2 separate regions of the Ovis aries genome follow, and region 2 is linked to region 1. The links are chromatin contacts, called in public Hi-C maps. All regions are on one chromosome and are shown on one strand. The core of a region is the stretch at or near the end of the contact, and the rest is flanking DNA. Distances in the headings are between cores, read along the strand shown. Region 1 overlaps UBE2H (ubiquitin conjugating enzyme E2 H). Region 2 has its middle 24 kb from the start of ZC3HC1.

The links. Hi-C and Micro-C count contacts between places; a contact is called where the count stands out from the background.
Region 2: a Hi-C map of tail adipose tissue shows a contact between it and region 1, with 5 times the contacts expected there. The contact joins two enhancer-like sites. A contact is called at or near these places in 7 of 16 Hi-C or Micro-C datasets (blood, liver, omental adipose tissue and 2 more).

What each region holds. Positions count from the first base shown.
Region 1 is chr4:95,328,278-95,334,792 of ARS-UI_Ramb_v3.0, reverse strand. It overlaps UBE2H (ubiquitin conjugating enzyme E2 H), which reads left to right. Exons shown (of 7, transcript XM_060414834.1): 7 at 1-3,009. Among named protein-coding and RNA genes, the nearest start is that of UBE2H, 100 kb to the left of the region's middle. Within about 2 kb of position 3,537, at least 26 of the 54 cell types and tissues checked have an H3K27ac peak or open chromatin away from gene starts, as enhancers often do.
Region 2 is chr4:95,488,444-95,494,958 of ARS-UI_Ramb_v3.0, reverse strand. No RefSeq gene overlaps it. Among named protein-coding and RNA genes, the nearest start is that of ZC3HC1, 24 kb to the left of the region's middle. Within about 2 kb of position 2,503, at least 9 of the 54 cell types and tissues checked have an H3K27ac peak or open chromatin away from gene starts, as enhancers often do.

The sequences.
Region 1 (6,515 bases), core at 2,288-4,787:
GGTCATCATCTGCCTGTGGAAAGGGGAAATGGGTATTGCAGACCCAACACACATTCTAAATTTATAATGAGTAATAATTGGAACAAATAAAGGTTCTTGTACCCAAAGTGACTCTCCATGGGAAAAACAGCTTTTTTTTTTCCTGAGACTGAATAGGAGGAAAGGATTCAGAAATACGATATAGACCAGGTTTTGAAGGAAGAGAATTTTCTCTCCTGTATATGTTAAAAGGAAATCAGACAGTTTCAATGCCTGCTAATCAAATGTTTACTCAGCTAACCATGTGTCCAGGTTGCTGGCAGAGTTTCTTTCAGATCTGAGTGTTGCCTGCTGAATTTGGAGAACTTCAGACAGTAGCTCTGTGGAGTTTTGTTTTTGTTTTTTTGCCACAACCAATAGGACAATAGCAGAATTAGCCAATCCTAAAATCTTCTAAAGATGACTTTTGAATGTCCTACTGGGAGAATTTAATCTTTCTTTTTGATGTGTGTTTTTAGTTTAGAAGTGCTATATTCCACAAGATATGAGTCATTGAGGTTGGAAGATACCCTATCTTTTTTATTCAGAAAGCACAATCAATCTTTTCTTTGAAAATCTATATAAAGTACAACCTGCTTTTAGCATGATTATTTTCCTAAATAAAAAGCAAATAATTTACTTATGTTAATTACGGGCATGAAGCAAAAGGTTTTCTTTAAAAAAAAAAATTTTAAAGTGCAGTTAAGTAGGGCTGTGGTTAGTTCATGTACTGAGTTCTCTCTAGCATTTGTGGCTTGTTGGAAGGGTAGTATGAACTATTTAACATGTAATGGTGTACTTTAACTCTTATCTAGCACGTTGTCTTCTCATTACTTGGGGGAGGGAGGGTCTCTGCTGGCACTGTCTAACTTGCTTACCTGCTGAATTAGCAGTTTGCTTGTGCTAAAACCGTAATCTGTAGGTGCGACTTAGGGTAGGCTTAAAGTGCTGGGTGGTGATTTGAGTTCAAACAATAAAAAATTGTATTTTTTCAATATTGTATAAATAATAGTGTTCTAATTACCTTTCAAAAAAAAATAATGTCCGGGTAAAAATTGCTTTTAATCTTGTCAGAGAACAAACAAACAAAACTAGTAGAAGCAAGTTTAGGGAAGGTTCGTGAGCAGTGCCGCAGCTCTACTCCCCAGCTTAAATGCATGTTGGTCTAACAAAAAGACACCCGCTCACCTGCACTCGTGAGCACCAGCGCTAGGAGTCTCTTGGTGGTGCAGAATTTCCCAGTTGGAGATTCACTGGGGGCAGTTGCAGGGGTTCAGAAGCTGATATGAGTGTGGCTGCAGTGTGTGTGTGCACGTGTGTGTGCGCCCACCCAAGTCTGTGTGGTGACGGTGCCTTTAGGCTTCTCTGTGAGCACTAGAAGCTCCTGGAATAGCTGCCCGCATCACGTGGAGCACCCCCACACACACACGTTCTGTTCAAGCCTGTGCTTTCTGGGCACTAACCTTGGTCCCATGCATGTGCTAGGCTCTGTGTGGAGCTTTTCCTTTCCACGGGGAAACTGCCTTTTAGTAAGCTGAACAGACTCCCTTTTTACACTAACTTTTGTGCTGAGAGAGGTAGGAGAGGAAGCTGGAAGAGGGCCACGCTGTGATTCTGAGGACTCTAGGCCCCCAATAACAGATGGTTGAGTGAGTCTGGAGCAAAGGGTGGTATGACACCAAAAGCTATTTTCCACATTGTCCCATCGCAACACTCTTGAGAAGCATCCAGAGCCCCTCAGATAGGCTGCGTATTTTTAAAGGTGGTAGTGGTAGATCAGAGCTGCTTCCGGCAGTCTCCCTTCCCTTCTTTAGTATCCCTCACTTTTGAAATCCTACCTTGTGGTTTATCAGCACAAAGCATTTTGCCCCTGTTCAAATGACCGAGCTCCATCTCTTACCAAACACAACAAACGAGATGGCTGCACCACGGCCCACTGGCCTCCAACCTCCCCAGTACTGGGGCCTCATGGGTTGCTTTTTATGGTAGCCAACCTAAACACTGGCATTTATGCGTTTTTGTCTTCAATTGTATCGTCCTCCTTGAGGTTACTGTGCAGGTTACCAGCGTTTCATATTAGTGAGATAATTATCAGAAGTTGCCATATATCTCTCCAGTACCTAACATTTTTCTTCCACTCCAAAGCGGTTCTAATTGCCAACAGGCTGATCTAAGCTCCAGAAGAGTGTCTCCCTCCGAAGGAATCTTTCTTTCCCCCTCACAAGGCTCCCAGAAGCCCTAGTTGGCCTTGACCTGACGCTTGCTTTTTATTAGGCGTCCTGTTGGGATGGCTGAGAATCATGAGAGACAGAGCCTCTGCTAGCCTCCATGGGGAAGGTGTTAGACACCAACTTTCTGGGAACTAGTGTTTGATTTTTAAGTGGCATGTGACCCTTCTGTGTTCTAGGGACTCAATCAGAAAAGTGAAAGCCATTAACAAAAGTTAGGAGTTTCATTCATCTCATAACTTCCTGCCTGGGTTCACGGCCTTACTGAAATCAAATCATTTCTGATTGGACGCAGACCTGCATTTCTTTGGACTTCTGAATCCATGCTCATATTTTCTCTGGCCACTGAACACCTTGGAGATTCCATTAGGGACTGGATGGAGTGGAGGCCCATTGGGGAAGGGGTGCAGGTTCTCCACTCACCTGAGGAAGGGCCAGGACTCTCTTAAGTCAGCAAATAATCGTCTTGGCTGTGGGCTTGGGAAGAAATGGCCGTTATTTACTGATTGTATTTGGTACATATTGTGTGATACTTGAAGAGATAAAAGGGATTTACCAGCCCTTAATTGAAATCTAAGCTTTTTATCACTTATTTTTTCCTTGCCCCCTGTCCTCCCTTCCACCTTTCTCCTTGCATTGTGATGATCTAGTGGGCACTTCTGTCAACAGGACAAATGCCTCTTCTGACTATAACCTCTTAATAGTTGTGTATAATGAAAACTGTAAACTTTTTTTAAATAAAATGTGTATATACCTTGGCAAATGGCTGGAGCTTCATCAATAAGATAATAGCCCCTGTGATTGCTGATCCCAATTTTTTAAAAAACACCCACCCTGTTCATCTGGTTCCTTTGAGCAGCAGACATTGACTTTTTTTTTTTTTAACTGAGAATTTCTTACAAGGCAGATGACTGGGTTAGTTTGGGAAGGGAGGGTCATGTGTAGGCAGTAGAGAATACCTACAGAGCCCTGTCCCTACGCCTGGACTGGCAGGTGACTGCTGGCTATAAACAGGGCTGTCTTTGCGGTTTCTCTACTAACCACTTGAAAAACCCATCTGTCCTGTAGGCCTAACCCCGTGTGATTCAGCAGGCGTGGCTCCTGTGTTGATCTTCAACCCAAACCTCTAGACCCTGTTAGCTAATCCTGAGCAAAAGGCACCCCCTTGGCCCGGGGTTCACAGGCAGTACAGCTTCCTGCCAGGGCTCATCTGCCTCAACAAGGAAGGGAGGAAGCAGTGGGTGTTGGGTCGGAAGCTGATCACTGGGTTAGCCCATTTCAACTCTTTTTCTAAAGCACTTGTCCACATCAGCCAGCAGGTGGCGATGTTTCCTCATTCGTTCGAAGACCCTTCAGACAAAGGGAAGAGCTTTCCTTTGGTGACATGCCCCCATCCCCCCAACTCTCTCGCACTGTTTTCTCCTTACTCATCTCCCCCACACTCCTTTTTTTCCTCACTGCATCCCAGTGCATTCGACTGTAGGCACAGCTTTTTATCTACCAGAGAGGAGGGCAGGACTACCTAGGAACCTTGCTCTGGTGCCAGCAAGCATCTCCAGCTCCCCTGGCTGCCCACAGTGCTCAGAGACAAAACAGTCGTCAGCAGGCTCTGACAGCTCGCAAACTTCTCAGCCAGGGTAGTAGGGGACCAAAGAACTGGACCAGCGCTGTGAGTCCTGGTCCCATCTCGTCTATTGAAACCAGCTGTGTGGCCTTGAGCTCCGTGGACCTCAGCTTCATCTGTAACATCAAGTCCCTAAACTAATAGGCTTTGACTGACACTTTATGACTCAGAACTCCATCTGGGCTCTGAAATGATATCCTATCTTAGTATCCTGAGAGAAGATGTATCGACCTGAGAAAACACCAAGGTTTCAAGACCAGAGGTTAGAGGTTTGGGACCTAAAGACCTTCAGGAGTTTAGAGCACCCATTTTCGAGCTGAAAGAATTAAGGGTCATGTGAACCAAGGTGATAACCACACAGGCAGCTGCTGTAAAAAAAAACCCACGAGGAGTCTCAGTGCGTCCAGTGCTCAGGTCCCCCGCCCACCATAATCTCACCCAGCATCACTTACCTCTCAGCCTCTGTCCAGATGCTTCCTGAGTGGCAGGGGGCTCTTGCTGCCTGCCTGAGGCACTGCCCCTTTCCTGAGAAGGGAATGTGGGTTTTCTGCAGTATATTGTCCTGGAACAGAAAGTTATGGGCTCAGAGCCCCTTATGCTTACTTTAAACTCTTTATTTCCAAAGGCTGTTCTGCCTCATGGAATAGATTTCTGAGACACTGGACCCTGGTGTTTTCTGCTCCCACCTTGTGCCACGGCAAAGGGCATTTGGCTCCCACAGTCCTTGGATCTGCAAGGTCCTGCTGTCCCGGGAGCCACTTGACAGACCAAGCAGCCTTGTTTAGGGGGAGCTCACAGGCTTCTCAGGGATTCAGACACCCCAGTGAGCCTGGGACAATCTACCCGGGGCCCAGCCTGCCCCCCAGTGCCTCACGTTACAGGGTTTGTGCGCTCAGAACTGCATGGAACTGCAGTCACACATGCTAGGGATTTGTTAGACGGTAAAAGGAGCCAGAGCCTGTCGCCTCTCACTGTGTGTGTAGGGTGTGTGTGTAGACCCATAGAATGAAGGGTCCTTATTTTTCAAAAGGGTTGGGGCACTTCTGTGAACCTGGGCTCCTCAGAGCACTTTGGGGCTCAAACTTGGCTTCTAGTGTCAAATGACTAGGGAGGCAGGAACAGACTTGACCTCCCTCAAAGAAAAAAGTAGCCCTTCTGGCCGCCCCATCATTGATGATTAACCTGGGAAGGGGTGGCTGGACTGCTGGTGGGTTCTGGCCTTCCGATCTCACTCAGCTCCCCTTCCCGCGGTTCCTATCACCCAGGTCAGCCAGCGCTGAGCAAGCAGCTCACTTTGAGAAGCTTCAGGCCAAGTTCAGTTCTTCCCAGCTCTGTAAACAGTGGGTCAGGTGCCTGCAAACACACATGTAAAAGTGTACATTAAAGTAAAGCTAAGCCTTTAAAAAATGTACTTCTACAGATTTCCTCCAAAGAATTCTGTGCTACTAACAAAAGGACATTCCAGAGACCCATGAAGGTCTTCCACAGCGCTCTCTTGCAGAGAGAACCACCATGAGCCGTGACCCCTGGGGGCTTCCGCATGCTATCCTAACTCACACTGGCCCTAGAAGCTCCTCAGAAAGCAACCCAGGCCTTGGCCCCACTTTGCACTAACTCTTTGTGAGGTGCCAAGAGACCTGGGCACACAGTGTGTGGCATGACCCATGCTGGACCTACATCTTCAGGTCATAGACAAGTAAGTGTTCTTTCTGTGCTCGACTGGGTCTCTGAAAGCCTCATCCTGCCACCTGGGGCTCCTTTAGGATGCCTCCTGGTTGACCGGGTGAGGCTAGCTGACCTGTCCAGAGACCCTGTGGGCTTGATCTGTGAGGATCAGGGCCTTTCCCCACATACATCCCCATTTCCACTGATAGCAGTGTCCCCAAGCTCTGGGCCCTGCAGTGGAGTCAGGAAACTTAGATTGAAACCTAGAGCAGAAATATAAAAATAGAATACCATCTACATCAATAATTTAAAATTTTCTAGCAGCCACATTTCTTTTTAAAAAAGTAATGTTTTATTTAACTCGATATATCCAAAATATTATTTCAGTGTGTAATGACTATTTTAAAATGCGTGAGATATTTTGCATTCTTATTGCGATGCTAACTCTTTGAAATACAGTGGGTGTTTTAGACAGCACATCTCAATCTGGACGCTTACATTTGCAACATTGAAAAACTGAGTCCTGCTTGGGTTACAGAAAAATGTACCCTGCTGGTTTTGAGATAGTTAATTACAATCAAATAAGATGAAAAATTCCGTTTCTCAGTCACCATCTAGCACGGGCTCAAGAGCCACAAGTGGCTGGTTGGCCGCCCACTGGACCGCGCAGCCCTGGACGGCTCGGGGTGGAGCAGGAATGTTTAGGACAAGAGAACAAATCATAGGAGAGACTTCACGGGGCGCAGAACCCAGACTCGCGGAGAGTGTTCTGGGATCGTGCGGACCCCGCAGCGGGATTGTGGGCGAATCACAGCAGCGGCCGGGGTCGAGGTCCGGCCCGCGGCCACGCGCTGCTGGCTGGAGCCCGCCACCCCAAGCTACACTCCGGGGGCTCGCAGGTGTCCCCTGCGGGGACGGAAGTGGCTCCTCCCTCCTCCTCGAGTCTGGGGACCCTGCCGCGGGCCAACTGGGGCGGGGGT
Region 2 (6,515 bases), core at 1,254-3,753, 160 kb before region 1:
TTATCCAAAGATTCAGACCACCTTAATATACTCTTAAGCTTTTTGTCCTCACTTCTGTCAGCTACCTAGCAATAGAGTGAGATATGGGAGGAAAAAAATGGACTGTTTTCCAGGTAGGTCAGTAATAGCCCTCCAGAGGGTAAAAGTTAGAGCATAAAATAGTAGATTTGGAAGGAATTCTAGATGTATCTTCAGGGCCTTCACCATTCTCACGAGGAAGCCAGCATCACAGAGGCAAAATCACTTTTAGCCTCCAGCTCCATTTCCTAGCCAATCTTGTCCAGCTTAACAAAACCATAGGAGGAGACAAGTCTTGGGTGGCAGGATGGATTTTGAGCCATTTTGAAGTGATAGTGAAGTAAATACTGTAGCTAGAGGCTGCATCTTAGACTTGAAAGAGGAGGCAAGAACAGTCTAGAGCAGGAGAGCCTCTGAAAATTGATTTTCCTACTACGACAGAGAGCTGTTACTCCAGAAACATACTAAACTCTGCTTAGTGTTTAACCGAGCACTTTTCTAACTCAGCCTTCGAAGCCTATGTTCCTAACACTACTGTTTGTCTCCTAACCAGGAGCCTAGCTCAAAAGAGCAGAAATTACATATATGAAAGGTGTTCAACACATGCTTACTTACAATAAGAAGCTGACAATAACCTAAACATCTAACAGTTGGAGAATGATTACATAGAGTATAAATCTGTGGAATATAATTCAAGCTATTAAAATGTTAGTTGTAATTATTCTGTTGGTATAGAAAGTTGTTTGCAGTATCCATGAAAAATAATGCCAGGTCTTATATCTCCACTGTGATTTATATACCCATGTCTAGAAGAAAACTTGAAAAAATCAAAAGTCAAAGTATTAAAATAGAATTATATAATTTTCTTTGGATTCTTTTTGTCACACATACTGTTTGTGCAATGAAATTTTGTTTGTTTCCGTTTCCTCATAGCTCAGTTAGTAAAGAATCCACCTGCAATGCAGGAGACCCTGGTTCAGTTCCTGGGTCGGGAAGACCTGCTGGAGAAGGGATAGGCTACCCACTCTGATATTCTGGCCTAGAGAATTCCATGGACTGTATAGTCCATGGGGTTGCAAAGAGTCGGACATGACTGAGCGACTTGAAATAATAAATGAATACATCTTTATAATTCTGTAACCAGTAGTCTGTGGCCTAGCAAAGATTTCTGGTAAACTTTATGTTCTTTTCTTAAGCCATAGATAAAAGTTTTTATATTTTGTTTCTCCTGTACTTTTTGTTTGCATTTGATATAGAGTAGGTGAGAAACAATAAAAGCGATTAATAGCATTGTGAAAACATTAAGATAGAACGCAATGAAGTGTTAGCTTGAAAGCTGCCACATACATTGCCTAGTTTTGGTTTATATTTTATCTGTAAGCATGTAAAAAAGAACGATTCTTGGTAATTTACTGGCTCATACTGGATATCATTCTACACAGTTTATAGACTGAACAGGAAAGCTACCTGTTCTATATCATAGAGTAGTAAGAACAGAGGAGCTGGGCCCTCCTTTCCTGCCTTCCTCTATTCACCTTCAACCCGCCTTCACTTGAGCGCACAATCTAGTCAAATCCTCTCTGAGCTGAGTATCTTCATAGCTGTTAAAAAGGAAATGGATACACACCCATATTCATCGAAGCATTATTCACCATAGTGAAGAGGTGGAAGCCTAAATGTCCACAGAGGATGAATCAATAAAGAAAATGTGGAAAATAGGTAATGGAACCTTCAGCATAAATAAAAATTTAAAAGAAGGAAATCCTGTCATACGCTACAGCATAGAGGAGTCTTGTACATTCTCCTAAGAGAAGTAAGCCAGTTGCAAAAAGACAAATACTGCTTGATTCCATCTACATCTAAAAGAGACAGCTAAAGGAGTCAGACTCCTAGAAACACAAAACAGAACATGGTGACCAGCTGCTGGGAGAGAGGGGGAAATACGGAGTTGTCCAGAGGGTTTAGAATTTTAGTTTCGCAAAAAGAAACAGTTCTAAAGATCTACGCAGTACAATATGCATGTAGTTAACACTACTTCTTACTCTCAAAAATGGTTCAGATGGTAAATTTTATTATTTTAAAACTACATTAAAAAGAAATGGCCACTTCTACCACCCCCAACCTTTTCTGTATACAGAGCAGGATCACAACTTGAACCCTGTTTCCTTCATCCTTCCAGTCTAGGCTTGGGCAGCTTTGTCCATCATCCCCTTTCCTTCCACTGGCATGTCTGGGTGCATCTTTGCTCTGAGGCTCTTCAGCTGGGCCATGTCCTTGATTATCCGTGTGCTTGAAGTGGCTGCTTCTTTAATATGGGAAAAAAATGGGTGTGAAACCCGATGTGAAAACTTTATTCTGTACATACAAAAAAATTAGATGTCAAGTGAAAGGCGGCTTGTCAGATACTAAGTGACTAAGGGATATCTCTCTTCCCTAATTATCAGACCAGGAAGACATCTACATAGAGTCCAGATCATGGATGTTGAGCAGCAATGCAGCAGTACCTTCCGGAGCCACTAGGTGGCGCCCATGGTCCACCCCGACTTCCCTGCCGCGTGGACCTGGCCTCAGTACTTGATGGCTAATCACTAGCAGAAAAACAGTGGCGGACAGTCAGCATTTACTTTTCCAAACGGCTTAGTCTCATTTTCAGCATCATTCCTACTTTGTTCTTATTTTGTTACAGGTCTTCTCCTAACCAAACTTCTTGAAGGCAGAAGCTATCTTGTTTCTACTGTAGGCTAATACAGAGTGAAAGCGCTGAGACAGAGATAGAGGGAGAAAATGGAGCCACAGAAGTGAAAAAGTTTAAGGTCAGGGTTAGGACCCTGTGTCCAGGATTAGGGGGACAAGTAACAAGGACAAGAAGCTGACTGAGTGGGAATTCAGCTGCAAGAGGAAACCCAGGGGAAGATAAAGCCGTTGGTGGGGAACATTGGCACTCATGAGGCAGCCCTTCTGTGCTCCATCTCAGCACCAGGACTCAGGGCTGGGTCACCCAAGGGCCAGCCCACAAAGTTAGGCAAGCCACTCATGAAGCTTTGAGGAGGTGTTCTTAGAAGCACAGGCCAGAGTACTATGTCACCAGGGCCACAGAGCAGCCTGAACCCAGCAGATGACCCTTTTCTTGTGAGGATTCCAAGGTCTGTGACTCATGCTAATTAACCCTGACTCACTGTAGCACTGAGCACAACAAGGTTATTGTCTCCGCCCAACTGAGTGGGGAAACTGAGGAATGGAGTGGGGAAGCAGCTTTGCTCCAAGAGTGGCAACAGGCCCTGAAGCTGCAAACACCCGTGAAGCTGCCCTTGAAAATCAGGAGCAAACACTTCCCAAGAGGGGGGTCCAGAGGAAGAAGGGGAGGTGGGGTGGGGGGGGAATGTTTAATTTGTGCTAGTTCCTTGTAGGGTAGAGCCGTAAAACTCTACAGTTCAGTTCAATTCAATCGCTCAGTCATGTCTGACTCTGCGACCCCATGAATCACAGCATGCCAGGCCTCCCTGTCCATCACCAATTGCTGGAGTTCACTCAAACTCATGTCCATCAAGTCGGTGATGCCATCCAGCCATCTCATCCTCTGTCGTCCCCTTCTCCTCCTCCCCCAATCCCTCCCAGCATCAAGGTCTTTTCCAATGAGTCAACTCTTCTGCATGAGGTGGCCAAAGTATTGGAGTTCAGCTTCAGCATCAGTACTTTAACTCCTAGGACTGATCTCCTTTAGGATGGACTGGTTGGACCTCCTTGCAGTCCAAGGGATCCTCAAGAGTCTTCTCCAACACCACAGTTCAAAAGCAGCAATTCTTCATCGCTCAGCTTTCTACACAGTCCAACTCTCACATCCATACATGACCACAGAAAAAACCATAACCTTGACTAGATGGACCTTTTTGGCAAAGTAATATCTCTGCTTTTCAATATGCTATCTAGGTTTGTCATAACTTTCCTTCCAAGGAGTGTCTTTTAACTTCATGGCTGCAATCACCATCTGCAGTGATTTTGGAGCCCCCAAAAATAAAGTCTGACACTGTTTCCACTGTTTCCCCATCTATTTTCCATGAAGTGATGGGACCAGATGCCATGATCTTAGTTTTCTGAATGTTGAGCTTTAAGCCAAGTTTTTCACTCTCCTCTTTCACTTTCATCAAGAGGCTCTTTAGTTCTTCTTCACTTTCTGCCATAAGGGTGGTGTCATCTGCATATCTGAGGTTTTTGGTATTTCTCCTGGCAACCTTGATTCCAGCTTGTGCTTCTTCCAGCCCAGCGTTTCTCATGATGTACTCTGCATAGAAGTTAAATAAGCAGGGTGACAATATACAGCCTTGACCTACTCCTTTTCCTATTTGGAACCAGTCTGTTGTTCCATGTCCAGTTCTAACTATTGCTTCCTGACCTGCATATAGCTTTCTCAAGAGGCAGGTCAGGTGGTCTGTATTCCCATCTCTTTCAGAATTTTCCACAGTTTATTGTGATCCACACAGTCAAAGCCCTGGCATAGTCAATAAAGCAGAAATAGATGTTTTTCTGGAACTCTCTTGCTTTTTTGATGATCCAGCAGATGTTGGCAATTTGATCTCTGGTTCCTCTGCCTTTTCTAAAACCAGCTTGAACATCTAGAATTTCACGGTTCACATACTGCTGAAGCCTGGCTTGGAGAATTTTGAGCATTACCTTACTAGCGTGTGAGATGAGTACAATTGTGCAGTAGTTTGAGCACTCTTTGGCATTGCCTTTCTTTGGGATTGAAATGAAAACTGACCTTTTCCAGTCCTGTGGCCACTGCTGAGTTTTCCAAATTTGCTGGCATATTGAGTGCAGCACTTTCACAGCATCATCTTTCAGGATTTGAAATAGCTCCACTGGAATTCCATCACCTCCACTAGCTTTGTTCGTAGTGATGCTTTTTAAGGCCCATTTGACTTCACATTCCAGGATGTCTGGCTCTAGGTGAGTGATCACACCATCGTGATTGTCTGGGTCATGAAGCTCTTTTTTGTACAGTTCTTCTGAGTATTCTTCCCACCTCTTCTTAATATCTTCTGCTTCTGTTAGGTCCATACCATGTCTGTCCTTTATTGAGCCCATCTTTGCATGAAATGTTCCCTTGGTATCTCTAATTTTTTTGATGAGATCTGTACTTCTTTCCCATTCTGTTCTTTTCCTCTATTTCTTTGCATTGATCACTGAGGAAGGCTTTCTTACCTCTTCTTGCTATTCTTTGGAACTCTGCATTCAAATGGGAATATCTTTCCTTTTCTCTTTTGCTTTTCGCTTTTCTCCTTTTCACAGCTATTTGTAAGGCCTCCCCAGACAGCCATTTTGCTTTTTTGCATTTCTTTTCCATGGGGATGGTCTTGATCCCTGTCTGCTGTACAATGTCACAAACCTCCGTCTCTGTTAAAACTCTACAGTGCCATGTAAAACAACAGCAAGTTGCTGACTATTTGCCCTCACCGGCTGCTTCTACGATGAGGAATCTGAAGGCCAGAGTTGGGGGAGAGAGGGCCAAGGTTGCATATAGGGTATTGTGGCTGCACCAGAAATCTCGAGGCTCCATTATCAGTCCTCTCCCGCTACAGCCCCTCTGTCGGGGGAAGAGGCAGTAAGTAGAAGAGGGGGTAAGAGCACGGCCTGCAGATCCCATAGCCTGGGTTCAAACCCTAGATCCCCTGGTTACCTGTGTGCTTCTGAGCCAAGACCCCGTTCCTCAGTTTCTTCATCTGTAAAAAGGTGATAACGCTAGTAGCTATGTCACAGGGATGTCTGAGAATTAAGTGAGATATGTGAAGTCCTTAGAATAGTGTCTGGCATGTAGTAAGTGCTAGGTATACTAGTTTTTTTTTTTTTCCAGTATTATTTAAATAAGGCAGGTATGATAACGCATGTGTGTGTGCTAAGTTGCTTCAGTTGTGTCTGACTCTTTGTGACCCCATGTACCATAGCCCACCAGGTTCCTCTGTCCATGGGATTTTCCAGTCGAGAGTACTGGAGTGGGTTGCCATGCTCTCCTCCAGGGGACTGTCTCAACCCAGGGATCGAACCTGCATCTCTTACATCTCCTACACTGGAAGGTGGGTTCTTTACCAGTAGCACCACCTGGGAAGCCAGTTATGACAGCACTTAGCTGCATATCCAGCCACTCAGCCATCCCATTGGCTTCAGCTCAACACCTGGCCAAGTTCCTCCAGTTCACCTGGGGTCTCGTCAGGGAAGAGAGCACTGAAACAGCAGGTATTGGGTCAGGAGGAAGAGACTGACCGGAGTCTCTGCAGCACACTGTCTGTGCTCTGAGTAGGGCTCTTAGCCTAGCAGCCTCTGTGACGTCATCAGACAGTGCAGGTGCTGGTGACTCAGCTCCAAGCCCAGCTCTAGAAGCATCAGGGATCTTCTTGGGCAAGAAGACACAGAGCCAGAAAGCCACATTCCTGCCAGCCTCCTCGGGTCCTGGCTCCAGGCCTGGCAAGCCCACTCTCAGAAGGCGGTGGTGCAGTGATGACAGG